Linked DNA regions of Drosophila melanogaster: region 1 is linked to region 2. The links are chromatin contacts, called in public Hi-C maps. All regions are on one chromosome and are shown on one strand. The core of a region is the stretch at or near the end of the contact, and the rest is flanking DNA. Distances in the headings are between cores, read along the strand shown.

Region 1 (6,487 bases), core at 2,782-5,281, 50 kb after region 2:
TGAGAGGAGCTCAATACTCTGACACAATGTCGTGAACAATGCACTTTGAAAAGGAAAAGCGAAACACCAGTAAAACATACCAGTGTTTATTTAATTAAATTAAATTTATTTTCTCTTGATCTTTACATGGTTTGCCATTGGAATGGAGTGGGGAGATGTGTGGGGAGCTTTGCTGATGGACACTACTACTGCTACTTATGTTTTGCTTCCATTAATTCATTTTATTTGGTTTACCTCCCAGGCTGCGTTTTAGTCGAAGACGTATTTGGAGTACGTAATAAGCTTAATGTACAAACAATGCCATAGAAACACATACAATATCATACACGTTCGGTTTGCATACGGGTCTATGTGGGGATACTACTCTGGAGGGTCTGAAATTGCGAAACGGCGAAGTGGCATATCTATATATCTCAGTGTGGTGGCTGCTCATGTAGATGGGTACCATATACGTTCTGCGGGGGGATATGTTAGGTTGCTTAGACTACGTTTGATTTTGAGTTGACATCGCTGACACGGGGATCTATGCTTTATAACCTGACATTTACAAACTTTGTTTTTTTCTTTGTTTTTAGTTTTTAGTTTTGCTGGGTAGTGTTGTTAAACATATACTTAGGGTTGCTCTCGGCTGCTTAAGACTTTATTTACAATTCGTATTTATAGCTGATTGGCCAGTCAGTTAGCCTTTCTCTTCGATGGTGCTTACTGCTGCTGCTGTTGCTGTTGCGGCTGCTGCTGCTGCTGCTGGGGGGGCAGCAGTTGCATCGGCGACATTACTATTATGTTGGTGGCTCCTCCGGCTGCGTGGCCATAGTCCAGCGGCTTCTGCATCGCCTCCACATCCAGATCCGGGGCACGGGTAATCACGCAGTACTGGTTCCCATTGTACGTGACAATGGGCATGCCGTGCTGCATGTTGCTGGCGTGCTCGCTCAGCTGGGCCTGCATATACGTGGCGGCCGTCGGCGAATTGGCAATGATGTGCGACACCGGCACCGACACCTGGATTTGCAGGGAAAAGGGGTAAACGGAAGGGTAACAGAATACAGAATGCGGAAATGGTGAGTTTTTTTTTTTGGTGTTCAATGTTGCTGTTGGCTGTTGGTGTTGCTGTGGTTTCAGTTCATTTGGTCTGTTTAATAGGTAGTTACTTCTTGGCTTTGGTTGTTGCCGTTGTGGTTGCTACTACTATTGTTATTGTACATAGGCGCACTGGTCTGTTGCTGCTGCTGCTGTTGCTGTTGCTGTTGCTGTTGCTGTTGCTGCTGCTGTTGCTGCAGATGTTGCTGGTGTTTTCTGGCTGCCTTCTTTCCGTGGGCCACGTGTTGCTGCTGCTGCTGTTGGTGCTGCTGCTGTTGCGGATGTTGCTGCGGCTGCTGCTGCTGCTGGTGGCTGGCATTGAGTATCATCTGGTTTTGAATGATTATCTTCTGTTTTCGTGCTTGGGCCTCCATCTGAATTTGGTTTTGATTAGCATCCATTTGATAGTTGCGACTGTTGTTGCTGCTGGTGGTCTTAGCAATGACTCCTGCCGCCGCTGCTGCTGGTTTTGTTGACTCTGCGACTAGCCGTTCCGGCTGTCAATACTACAGTTCAATGGGAAAGAAAAAGGTAAAGGGTTAAATCCACTCCAGCCATATCACAAATATCTCCTTGGCTCAACTTTCACCAGGAGTGTCTACCGACATCTTCTCACCTCCAGATGACTCTTGGCGTGAATGGACCACTCGTCCCGACTCGAGAACATCCTGCCGCACAGCTCGCACGTCCACGACAATTGCTGCTGATGGTGCGGTATGATGATACCGGGAATCGACGTCGGCGCTCCTTGAGCAGATTGCACTATTATGTTCTGGGCGGCCACCTGGACCGCCTGCTGCTGCAGCTGCAGCTCCAGGCTCTGCTTGTTGTCCTCCGGCGGCGGATCCGGCTGCTCCTTCTTCTTCACCATGTTGTTCAGCCGCTTTCCGAGTGGTGCAATGTTCGTGGGCGTCACGTGCTTGAACTTGTTCATGTGAATCACCAGCTTGTCCCGCCTTGCGAACGCCTTATTGCACACCTGAAATGAAGGATTCGAGAGCGAGGGTTAGATTAGATGATCGAGGCTAGAGGTGCGGGGCTCGAGGGCAGCTTATACTTCACAAATATAGGGCTTCTCGCCGGTGTGGATGCGCATGTGGATGGTCAGCTTGTCCTTGCGGGCGAGTCCTTTGCCGCAGACCGTGCACTCGAATGCCTTGTTGGTGGCTGTAAAAGCGAAAGGTTGATTGATTCAAATCCATGTAAAAGTACGTTATTGTTGGACTTTAACACTAGTGCTTATATTACTAACTTTGCGAAACTTTTAACAATACTCACACTTTGAGGGATTTGTCTTGCGCACCCCGGAGGATGCCTGTTGCACCTGTTGCAGGGCCTTGAGTCGACTGGCGGGGTGCATGGAGCCCCCCTCGACATAGGGCTCTGTGAAGGGGATGAGGTTGGGCTTGGGGATGTTGTAGGTCAGTTGCTCGGCCGCCGACCAGGTTCCCAGACTCTGCAGGACCCGCACGCCTCCTTCGAATCCCATTCCGTCGTCCGGAACTGTGAAGGTGCTCTCCCCCGCCGCCGCGGCTGCCACATTGGAGGAACTGATCTGCGGCACCTTGATGGTTGCTGCATAATGCTGCTGCTGCTGTTGTTGCTGCTGCTGCTGCTGTTGCTGCTGCTGCTGCTGCTGTTGCTGCTGCATGTTGCCATTGTTCTGGCTGTTGTTGTTGTTGTTGGCCGTGGGGGAGTTCTGTTGCTGGGACGTCTGCTGCTGCTTGAACTGAATGGCCGCCTGGGCCATCTGCTGCTGCACCGCCATGTGCGCCTCGAGATATGCGTTCTTCTGGGCAACCGTCATCTTATCCATGTTAACGGCGCCGATCTGGCGATTAATAAAAAATATTCAGTAAAATAAATATATATAAAGGGTATACCATGTCATGTAGATACATCAAAAAACTTATTGCACATAGTGTGTAGTATTACTATCGATTTTAAGGCTTTTAACTTATTTAACTTTTGATAAAGCCTTTGTTAATATACTAGTAAATGGGTTAACATTGATGGACCTTTATGGTTCTCACAGTCTGCGAGGGTATTCGAATCACCGCTATTGTGAATGCCACCCCTAACTGTAAATTGTGGGGGTGCTTGTGTGAGTGTTGCGAAATCACTGGCGTCGACGGAGACGCCGACTGCGGCAGCGACGAAGGCGCCTGCCACCCCCTTTGCGGAAAAGCACTCGACTCGATTCACTTCGGCCTGCCCTTGCGCAAAAATTTGTGACTTGAGCTTTTCCCAGCCCAACTTTCGGATTGTTGGATTGCCACCCCCTTGTGGTTGTGTGTGTATGCCGGCCGCTTCTTCCTCTTCCGTTTTTTCGGGCTTCCTCTTCTGCTTCTTCAGCTTTTTTCATTTTTGGACCCGAGGTTTGGGGCTTTTCCGTGTCTGCCCGGATTTATTTTCAAGCGCGCTATAATTTAGCCACAATATTTGAGTTTGGGGGTTTCACACCTCCTTGCGCCGACACTGCACTATATCACTTTTCTATTTTCGGACATTTTGTGGGGATTCTGAGCCAGCTTTAGACACTTTTCAGCATTTACCTAACCCACCACCGCCCCTTTTTGTTCCGCCTGGCCATTGACATTTCCACATGCATTTTCACTGCCAGTTGGTGGGGCTTTTCTCTGGACTTTCTCATGTTTTTTCCGTATTTGCTTGCGTTTTCCGCTTACCACACTTGAAAATCAATACGAGAATGGTCGCTGCTTTTCCGATTTTCCGCTTTTCCTCGACGCGAATTCGGTGGAAATGCTGAGCCGCCAAGGATTCGCCGTCGTCTACTTCCCAGTGCCTATTGTTTGTGTATGTATATTGCGAAACCGAAACCGATTCACTTCTCTGCCACTTTTTTGACTCGACGTCGACTCAAAAGCTCTGCGCCCTCACACCACCTCAATTATTATTATTTTGAGTAATTATTTGTTATTTTTGGAAGGCCGCAGGACGCCGAACGCGGATATAGGATGCGAGCAGAGCGAAGGCAGCCAGATAGCGACTGTCGAATTGCTTTTGCTTATTCCACAAAAATCGGAAGCGGTACGCTACGCAAGGCGAAAAGCGTTGCATATCTCAAGGCGTCCAAACGGGGAGAGCTTTTGCTCTCTCTCTCTCTCTCTTTTCTCCGCCTCTCTCCGAACTCACACATACATTCGCAGCGATAACTGCTGGTCACGCACAGTGGTTATGGCATATCTAAAATTGCTTTGTATGGTTTCTATATTTAAAAACATAAGGAAAATAGTTATTGAAATTCAAAAAAATACTTATTTGTTTTAAAATATAACTTTAAATAGATCATTTTTGTGTTGAATCCAAAGCCTGTGGATCAACAAGGATCAGTGGAGATGTCTTGGTTTATCAGTTCCAAAATACTGATGCGCTGCTTTAATCATTTAAATATGTATAAAATCATACGATTGGATTTTAGCCTGCTCGATGCAGCTTAAATATTACTTGGCTTGACTACCAAAAGTACATATTAAGGTGTACATTAAAGCACAACCCAAATCTAGATTACTCCTTCCATCAAAGTAAATCGCTGAAATCCAAATAATCCAGGCGAAACCTATTGTTGTTCTTTAATTGGGTTAATTGCAACCACTGCAGGCCACTTTGCCCCGCGAAAAAGTGTGCCATATGCAACACACACTTTTGCACCGAAAGTTGGCCCATAAATTTAATTTGATTTCATTGTTTGTTTTAATTTACAACGATTTTTTTTATTGGACACTTGAAAGGGGCGAAAAAACTTTGCCATTTGGCCAGCGGCAAATTGGAGGCTAAAAAGCTGTTGCTCCTGTTGATTTTCCTGCCGTGTGGGATGCACTTTTTAGGGGCAAATAAAGAACTGCAGGACCAGCATTTTAAACCCTCCTCCCAAAATTCTGCGAGTGCGCAATTGCCAGTTTAAGGTGGTTCAACGGGTGCAATGGCTGGTGATGCAAAAATTGCGCGCATTTTAGTCCATTTTTTCTATGCTTCGCCAAACAAATGATGGGGGCAACAGGTGTACTAGTGAAACAAACTTATTCCCCTGGTGGAGCTTCCTCTGCGGGAGCTTCTGCTGCGTGAGGATGTTCTTCAGCCACTGCAGGGACTTCAGGCGCAGCAGTAGCCTCTTGGGCAGGAGGAGCCACTTCAGGAGCGGGAGCAGTTTCGCCTGGCTCCCCAGCAGCAGCGTCACCCTCTTCGGACTCGTCATCTTGAGCTGGTGGCGGTGGAGCTTCATGAACACTTCGGTCTGACTCCGCATCTGAGCCCCCAGACTCGCCTACGCCTTCCTCCTCCAGGTCGTGCAGGTCCTCCTTGGACTCCTGCTCCTCAGCCTCCGGTTGGATTTCCTCGTAGACAATAACTTCCTTCCACAAAATCTCCTCGTCCACACAGACTGGCTCCTCGTCATGAGGTTCTACGCGCTTATTAAGGTCCAGATCCGAAATACCGGGCTGAGATCTTTCGAAGCCTCCACAGGTGACACAGGAAGACGATGAGAGCAGCATTGAGGAATGCGGGGATGTGGTGGACAAGGGTGCACTGCTGCTCTGCGTTTTCTTGACTCCCGGCTGCGCGGCCCGCGCACTTGGCTTCGGAGCATAGGTCATGGTGGTCTGCTGCGATTTGTCCTGGATAGCCACATCCGGTCGCTGCTGGCACTGGTTGCTGATTTCCGGCATCTTTGGATTGCTGCGCACCAGGTAATCGGAAACACGCACCTTCCAGTTCTCCTGGCTGCAGTCGGTGTTCTGCATTATGTCGTAGATCTCCTCGAGCAGCGGCTTAAGCATCGGCCTGTTGCAGAAGTTGTTGTGGTCGAACATTTGATGGGGCTCGTGAATATCTGAAAAATTCGATATATTATTTTTTACTTTATTAATCTCTGTATCGCTACTTACAGTTGGGAAAAATAAAGTTTATCTCACGAGCCACGCTGTAACTGTTCTTGGTGACATGGATATTGCGTTCCAGATCCGATGCCGAACCACTTAAAGTCAAATTGTACCTAGAGAACTTATTATTTTATTTTAAAAGCAAACTCACAAATAACAAATCATGATGTTGAGCAGCTCCTGCACGGCGTTTTCCTTCGTAACTATGAACGCCTCGGAAACACCCTTCGAAAGCAGAATGACCTCCAGCATAAACCCCTTTTCATCGGCATAATCGGCATAGAACTCGGCGGCAGTTTCTGGCGAAAAGGCAATCCGTCGATTACCCTGAATCTGGAAGCCCTCGGCCAGCAACTTTAAGAGCACCGGACGCCGCTTGTGCAGATAGTCCGGCTTAATGATAAACAGGGAGTTCTCAAACATGTCGGCTAGAAAATATATACTATTCCAAGGGGAATTGGGAATTTTCAATAATGTGCTACTATGTCGGTTTAAGTTTTCTGTAT
Region 2 (6,272 bases), core at 503-3,002:
ACGGGCGTGGATTAAGGCATTAATTTATTTCGCAGGCAGATTCATATCTCTCATTCGCGCGATCGACAAACGAGACTTTAATGGTCCCCATACATACATATGTATGTATGTATGTAGCTCATTAGTTTAGACGCCCTGCTTATTCCGAACTTACCGAAATAATTAACGGTTCGCTTGTAATTGGGCGTTGATTTAGTGACCCACTGTCCCAGCTGGCCATTCGGATTCAAAGTCCGAAAAAAAAAAACAGAAATAAATCGCCGTGGAGTGAATTAATTTCAGATTTGTCAGATTGAAAGTACGCTGCCAGCTGAATGCCAAGGAAAAGCTTGAATATCCATCCAAGGGCAGTAATTGTGTGCAATGGATTGTTTGAAGGAAAATTTATGGCAGCAATTTAGCGGCATAATTTACAGTCTTATTTTCAATGGACCCAGTGCTGAAACAATACAATTCGATCGAGATTATGATTGAATTTGTATTCAATTAATGAAATCATAACAGGGAGACCACAACACGTCTGTAAACCAACCATTCCAATTGCCAAATTGCTTCAAATTAGAACACATTCGACAAACGAGGTGCTTGGATTAATAACTAAACACAAATGACCGCATAAACAAAAGAGCTAAATCTTATTTGATTTTATTGACCATACGAGTAATGAATTAATCAATTTTATAACAAATTTTTACATATACTTTTTATTCAAAACGTCGGTTTTCAAGTGGGAAATTCAATTAGATAGATTTCCACTTTGAATACTTTTTACTTCCTGTATGCATTCAAAGAAAACCAAACTCCTGGCGATCATTATTTAATGACTCCATCAAGTTTTTGTGTTTTATTTGCAATAACCAAGCGAAGTACTTGCAATCGCCATTAAGTAAACACTGATGTCATTACGCTAAGTTTTCGTAGCCTCAACTCGACCCTTAATCAATCAGATAGTCATATCGATAATGTCTATAATCTAATGGCCCCCACATTCTGAGCCAGATTGCAAAAGTGGAAGCGTTGCCAAACCGTTCAACATTTTTGCAACAAAATTATTATTAAGAGCGTAATTGCACCGCAAACTGCCTGCAGTAGTCGCTGAGCTTTGGCCAAAACAATTAAAGGCTGCAAAAAGTTAAATTAACAAATTATATGCTGCGGCTGAGTAAAACGAAACCAGCGGCAAAACGCTGACAAAACGCCTCAAAGTCGCGCGACCTGCGACAGATAAACAAACAGGTTGGGATTGCACTGTTTTGGCCACATTTTTAGTTTTGGTCACAACAACAATGCGATGACAAATGGCCAAAAGGAGTGCGGTGTGTGGAGTGCAATAAACTCTTCGAAATTCCATGGAAACATAAACACAAACAGAAAACGCTCCAATTAGAGCTCACTCGAATGTCTTGTGTGACTTTGGCAGAGTTTTGGGCTTTGCATTGACTTTGTGATTGCTTTTTATACCCTTGAAGAGGGTTGTTTCATTTGTGCCATCGTGAACTTGTTTTGTTCAATTAAAGAGCTTATTTAAATGTTCTAGCTTAGGTATGCCCTTTTCAAAGTATTTTATTTTTCTTACTCTTTATCGAGACAAATTGCAAGGCAGAAATATATTAATGCTGTTGAAAATATAGCGCATACGACGTGTGGCCTCTCCCTTCTTTTGCCTTTCGGCTTTGAGCCTGTCCGTCCCTCAACTCAACGGAATTCAACTCAAGTCAACCGAACTGAACTCGAATCAACTCCACTTCGATTGTTAATGAATTGCAACCGTGGTGCGACGTTTTCTGAGATTGCGAATGTTTGACAATTTGTCACAGGGTCCAACACTTGTCTCGTCCCCGTCTGAATCTCAATCTGTTTCTGTTTCTGGATCTGAATCGGAATCGGAATCTGAATTCGAATCGGAGTGAATTGCGGGTGCGGGCCACGTTTGTCCATTTGTTACACATTTTCATTTGATTTCGCCTTTTGTTTGTTTTGTGTCATTTGTACGACTATGTATTGTGTGTGTACTTAGTGGCAATTTATTTGCCATTACCTTTTGCCCGCAGTGTTCACTTCTGGTTTTAAATCAAGTTTATTAACCGGAATCTGTCAGTCGCCCATTGTCCACCGTCCTCACCTCGCCGATCTGCGATCTGCCAGTTCCTCGGGCTCTCGTTTTCAGGGCGTATCCATAACTATCGATTAGCATTCTAATTTATATACTAACTGACCGAGAGTGCGAGTGTGGCACAAATTTAGTAACGCCAATGGCCATTCACGAGTGCGATTATTCCATTAAGATTTCAAGACCAAGCTGCGGTTGCTGCACTACCAAAGAAGGCAGATTAATAATTGCAGAGAATAAATTGATGCAGAATTATTTTGGACACATTTGATTTACAACTAGTTACATCGGACATCAGTTTGATTGTTCTGCAAAGTTTATAATGGTCCGAACCCAACTCCATTGCTCTATCACAAGGCAGACTATAATTGCGAATCCATCATTAAAATATATATATTTTTTATAGATCTTCCAAGTTACCAACGACTAGTTCCAAAGCCCGAAAACTTGTTTCTATCTAAATATATTATTACCAAGAACAAACTTAATTGCGATTATACAAGTATATTCTATAGGCAAAGAGTATTCCAAGTTCATTGATTTCCCATATTCCCCTGCAGTGGTTTTTGGCCTTAACCCAAGTGGTCGCAGCAGAGATACCTGCTCCCAGCAAAAGCCAGAACTAGAACATATTCCGATTCCGATTCCTATGACAAGTGGGTGCAGCTTTAGTTATAGTAGTTATAGACTAGTTGCAATTTAGAGACGCTAAATTGTGGATAATGAATGTGTGAACAAAACGGCGAACGTCAGAACTTTTACTTTTCTATGGGCTTAACAACTGACTTGAAAGGCCAAGGAACTTACAGAGTAACCTAATGATGAACATCTGCCAACAGGGCAGCAAAAAAAAATGACAGAGAATAAAAGAAATTAGGATGACGTCAGAGCGAAGGCTACGAATAGAGCAGAACCGCACCGAACAGAATAAAATATAATAGATGCCGGCTTAAATGGGAGGTTCTGGCATTTCCATATGACTTTGGCTAATTAATGACCCCTCACTTGGCTAAGAACGAAACTTGAAAACTTTCGTTTTTAATGAGATGCCTGCTCGCCATAAACATATTTGTTTTCCCCGCAGAATTCCTCAGTAATTAAATGCTGTCTGGTAAAAAAAAAAAAAACGAACTTTAAAATATCTATAGAGGGCCATGAGTAATTATATGGCCTGTGAAGAAGGCTTGATAAGAATTAGAACTGGTTTTCGTCTTTCTCTGTCTTTCTTTCGGCATTTGTCTAGCCTTAGTTTTTTGCCAAAAAAAAATATGATTTTTTATGAATTTGACTTTGGCTGGAGTTTAATTACGTGGTCTCCGAGTGGCGGAAATGCCTGAGAACGGTTAATTAAATTATGCCTGGCCAAATCAAACTCATCACCGTGGATTTCAGCCATCGATTGCAGCAGCTCCGGCCAAATCTCGGTACCCACTTCAATGGTACATGCCAATTGCTGGCAACAAAAAGCTATCAAAATACCTTGCCATTAATTATAAATATGTTGAAACTGCAACAGACGACTGAGCATCTGTCTGGGCTATGGATTTTTGGTTTTGGGCTTGGCTTTTGGCTCTCGACTCCGCTTTTTTTTCTGGCCAGACTCTGCAACTTGTTGGACGCTTCTTGAAGTTGCCAGTTGTTAGTTTGTGTGGCCAACCTGCTGCCAATACAAGTTCAATGATTCTTCTACACCCAAAAAAAAAAGAATTCAAGCCCTAAAAAGTCTTTGAACTTGGTAAGTAAACAAAGAAGCAGAAGGTGGTTAAGGTGAGTAACTATTAATAGTTACTAATTAAATTCAAAAATAAATATATATATGTGCATTTTAATTCACAACTTTTCGCTAAGTGCATTGAACTAACTGCGGAATACGCCGAGAATCTTGGAACTAGTTGCAAGTGCTTGCAACTCTCGGCGATTTCTGGTGTGAAATGCACCTTGACATTTGGCTTGGATTTTTCCCATGGCTTATCGATCGAACGCAATGAATTTGTTCTCGTCGCTCGATTTGTTATACGTTTGCCAAGTATTTTTAATGGGAGATAATTTTGGTGCCTTCTTTACTACCTCGCTGGCTAATTACCACTTTTTGTCCTCCCTAATTGCAGCCATTAACCAAATCCCCAGAGACAGTGGCCAGAATGATCGCAGAGCAGCTGGTGGTCAAAAGAGGCCCCATGATTCACTGAGGAGCCCCAGGAAAGCGATCCCCATTAAGCACCGAGAACAAAAGAAGCATTAAGCGCTTGATTAACTGGTGGACAGGTGGACTAACCGAAAGCGGAATGGCACACTTTTGCTGGCTCCTTAAATTCGGTTTCTTGCTGCTGGTAAGTGTCGCATTAAGTTGGTTGGTTCACTTCTTTATGGCCAGGTGCTCGCAGAATTCCAGGTAACTTGCTCAGATTTGGTCAAATAAACGCTTAAGTTCAAGGCTACGATTTGGCCACCTTAGCTACCAAACAAACTAGTTTACACTCCATTCCAAGCACTTCCAAAAGTGGTTAGTAATTGTCTTTATGGTATGTAATTCCAAAATAGTTTGGGTGCTGTTAAAAACAACAAAAAAAAAATATCTGGCATTAACTGCTAGAAGCTGTGATAAATTGAAAAAAGCATTTCAAAAGCAAACAATAAACTGATTTTCATTTCAACACAGTCGAAAGCAATCAATCAATTTATCTGATCTTCAACTTGGAAAGTTTCGTCCTCCTTCCCCACGACTTCGACTTCGATTTAACAATCCAACGAAACTGATTCAAATGGCATCGTTCGAAAACTTTAAACTCCAATTGAGACCTCATCTTTATGGCCAGCAATTCCCAGGCACAAAAATGCAATTGCCAAATGCATTCACATGGGGTGCACCATTAGCTTGGCCAATGCGTTTTGAAAAATGGTTTAATGGTGCGATCGCACTCCATTTGTTTGCCGACTTCGGTTTTATTAGCCCAAATCATCCATAATTCTGCTGACTGCTTGGCCAGCAAATGCATTTTGGAATTAATTTTTACCACACACTCGCGTTTCTGTCTGGCCGGCTCTTTATTGACTGCTCATTAGACAGACCAAGTTGATTGTGAGTAATGTGGAGCGGAGTAAGCCAAACTAAAGCCGAGTAAACTAAATAATTGCACGCGATTTAACTGCAGTCGGTAACCACTATACTCAGAGAAAAGATGGCAATTAAATATATTTTATGTGATAAATAATTAAATATTATAGATCTGCATGTGTGTAATCCCTATAACGATTGCAGGTGTACTTAAGATAATGGTATTTTAATTATTTTTGTTCAAATTTTATTTGCAGTTATTGCATAATAACATATTCCTTTTTAGTTAACAGTTATGAAATGTTATTACCTACTTAGGGATTTAACACTATGACCTTTTCGTTTATTACTTGGGAATACTTAAAAATTATATTTCCAATTAAATTTCATCTTGACGGTTTCATTTGCGAAGTGAGAACTGTCCGATAAAATTAATTACACATTTTTTTGCGAGTGTTTGCTTGCAACTGACGTTTGGAGTGCCTCTGTTTTGTGGCTCCAACTGTTGCTCTGTTTGCGGCTAAAACTCAGACTCTGTCTTTTGGCCATTCAAAGGCGATGACTACGGCAATTTGCAAATTATGCTCAGCGGGGCAGGGAGTGGTGCAGCATTGTCAGTGGTGCAACTACATTCTAAACTTGGATTTTCTAGTCGATTATAAGCCATTATTAACCCACCGAGGCACATCCGAGTCTTGGGTTACACGAGTATTCATCAAATAAACGGTTTTATTTATGGCTTTAAGTTACTCCTAAACGATCTGGGGACAGCATGGGTTAATTTCCCACACGAAATGTGTTTTCGGTCTGTGTCTCTGCGGTGTAATTAATAAATGTATGTTATTGTGCCACAGCCCAAGTTGATAGCTGCAATTTGGATCGACTCGAATGCGAACTGGAGTCCGATTCTTATTCCGCCCCAACTTGTGGCATTGAGCATTGTGGCCCTAATGTGGGCTGCACTTGGCTGGGAGGTCGATAGACCGATAGGAACACTCAGGAAAATAAAGATTGTAAAGGAAAATACATCTTGATTAAATGGACTTTTATTTTTCCCCTCAGTTTTCTTAGTGCATAAACCTCCGCTGGCATTAGCTTGTAATATAT

What was found. Hi-C and Micro-C count contacts between places; a contact is called where the count stands out from the background.
Region 1: a contact with region 2 is called in a Hi-C map of the Kc167 cell line, with 2.4 times the contacts expected there. A contact is called at or near these places in 18 of 107 Hi-C or Micro-C datasets (the Clone 8 cell line, the D17-c3 cell line, the Kc167 cell line and 8 more) and 4 of 7 datasets of targeted methods (the Kc167 cell line and the S2 cell line).

Annotation. Positions count from the first base shown.
Region 1 is chr3R:30,876,996-30,883,482 of dm6, forward strand. It overlaps CG12071, which reads right to left and starts at 4,032. Exons shown (of 6, transcript NM_176592.2): 1 at 3,768-4,032; 2 at 2,359-2,911; 3 at 2,138-2,247; 4 at 1,697-2,059; 5 at 1,152-1,586; 6 at 89-1,002. The coding sequence starts at 2,896. The coding sequence ends at 703. It overlaps CG15547, which reads right to left. Exons shown (of 3, transcript NM_143576.2): 1 at 6,133-6,487; 2 at 5,988-6,076; 3 at 4,797-5,932. The coding sequence starts at 6,404. The coding sequence ends at 5,121. It overlaps Sap-r (Saposin-related), which reads right to left. Exons shown (of 7, transcript NM_079858.4): 7 at 6,469-6,487.
Region 2 is chr3R:30,829,424-30,835,695 of dm6, forward strand. CG15544 reads left to right here. Exons shown (of 4, transcript NM_143571.4): 2 at 4,219-4,440. The coding sequence starts at 4,396. Among named protein-coding and RNA genes, the nearest start is that of CG15544, 4.7 kb to the left of the region's middle.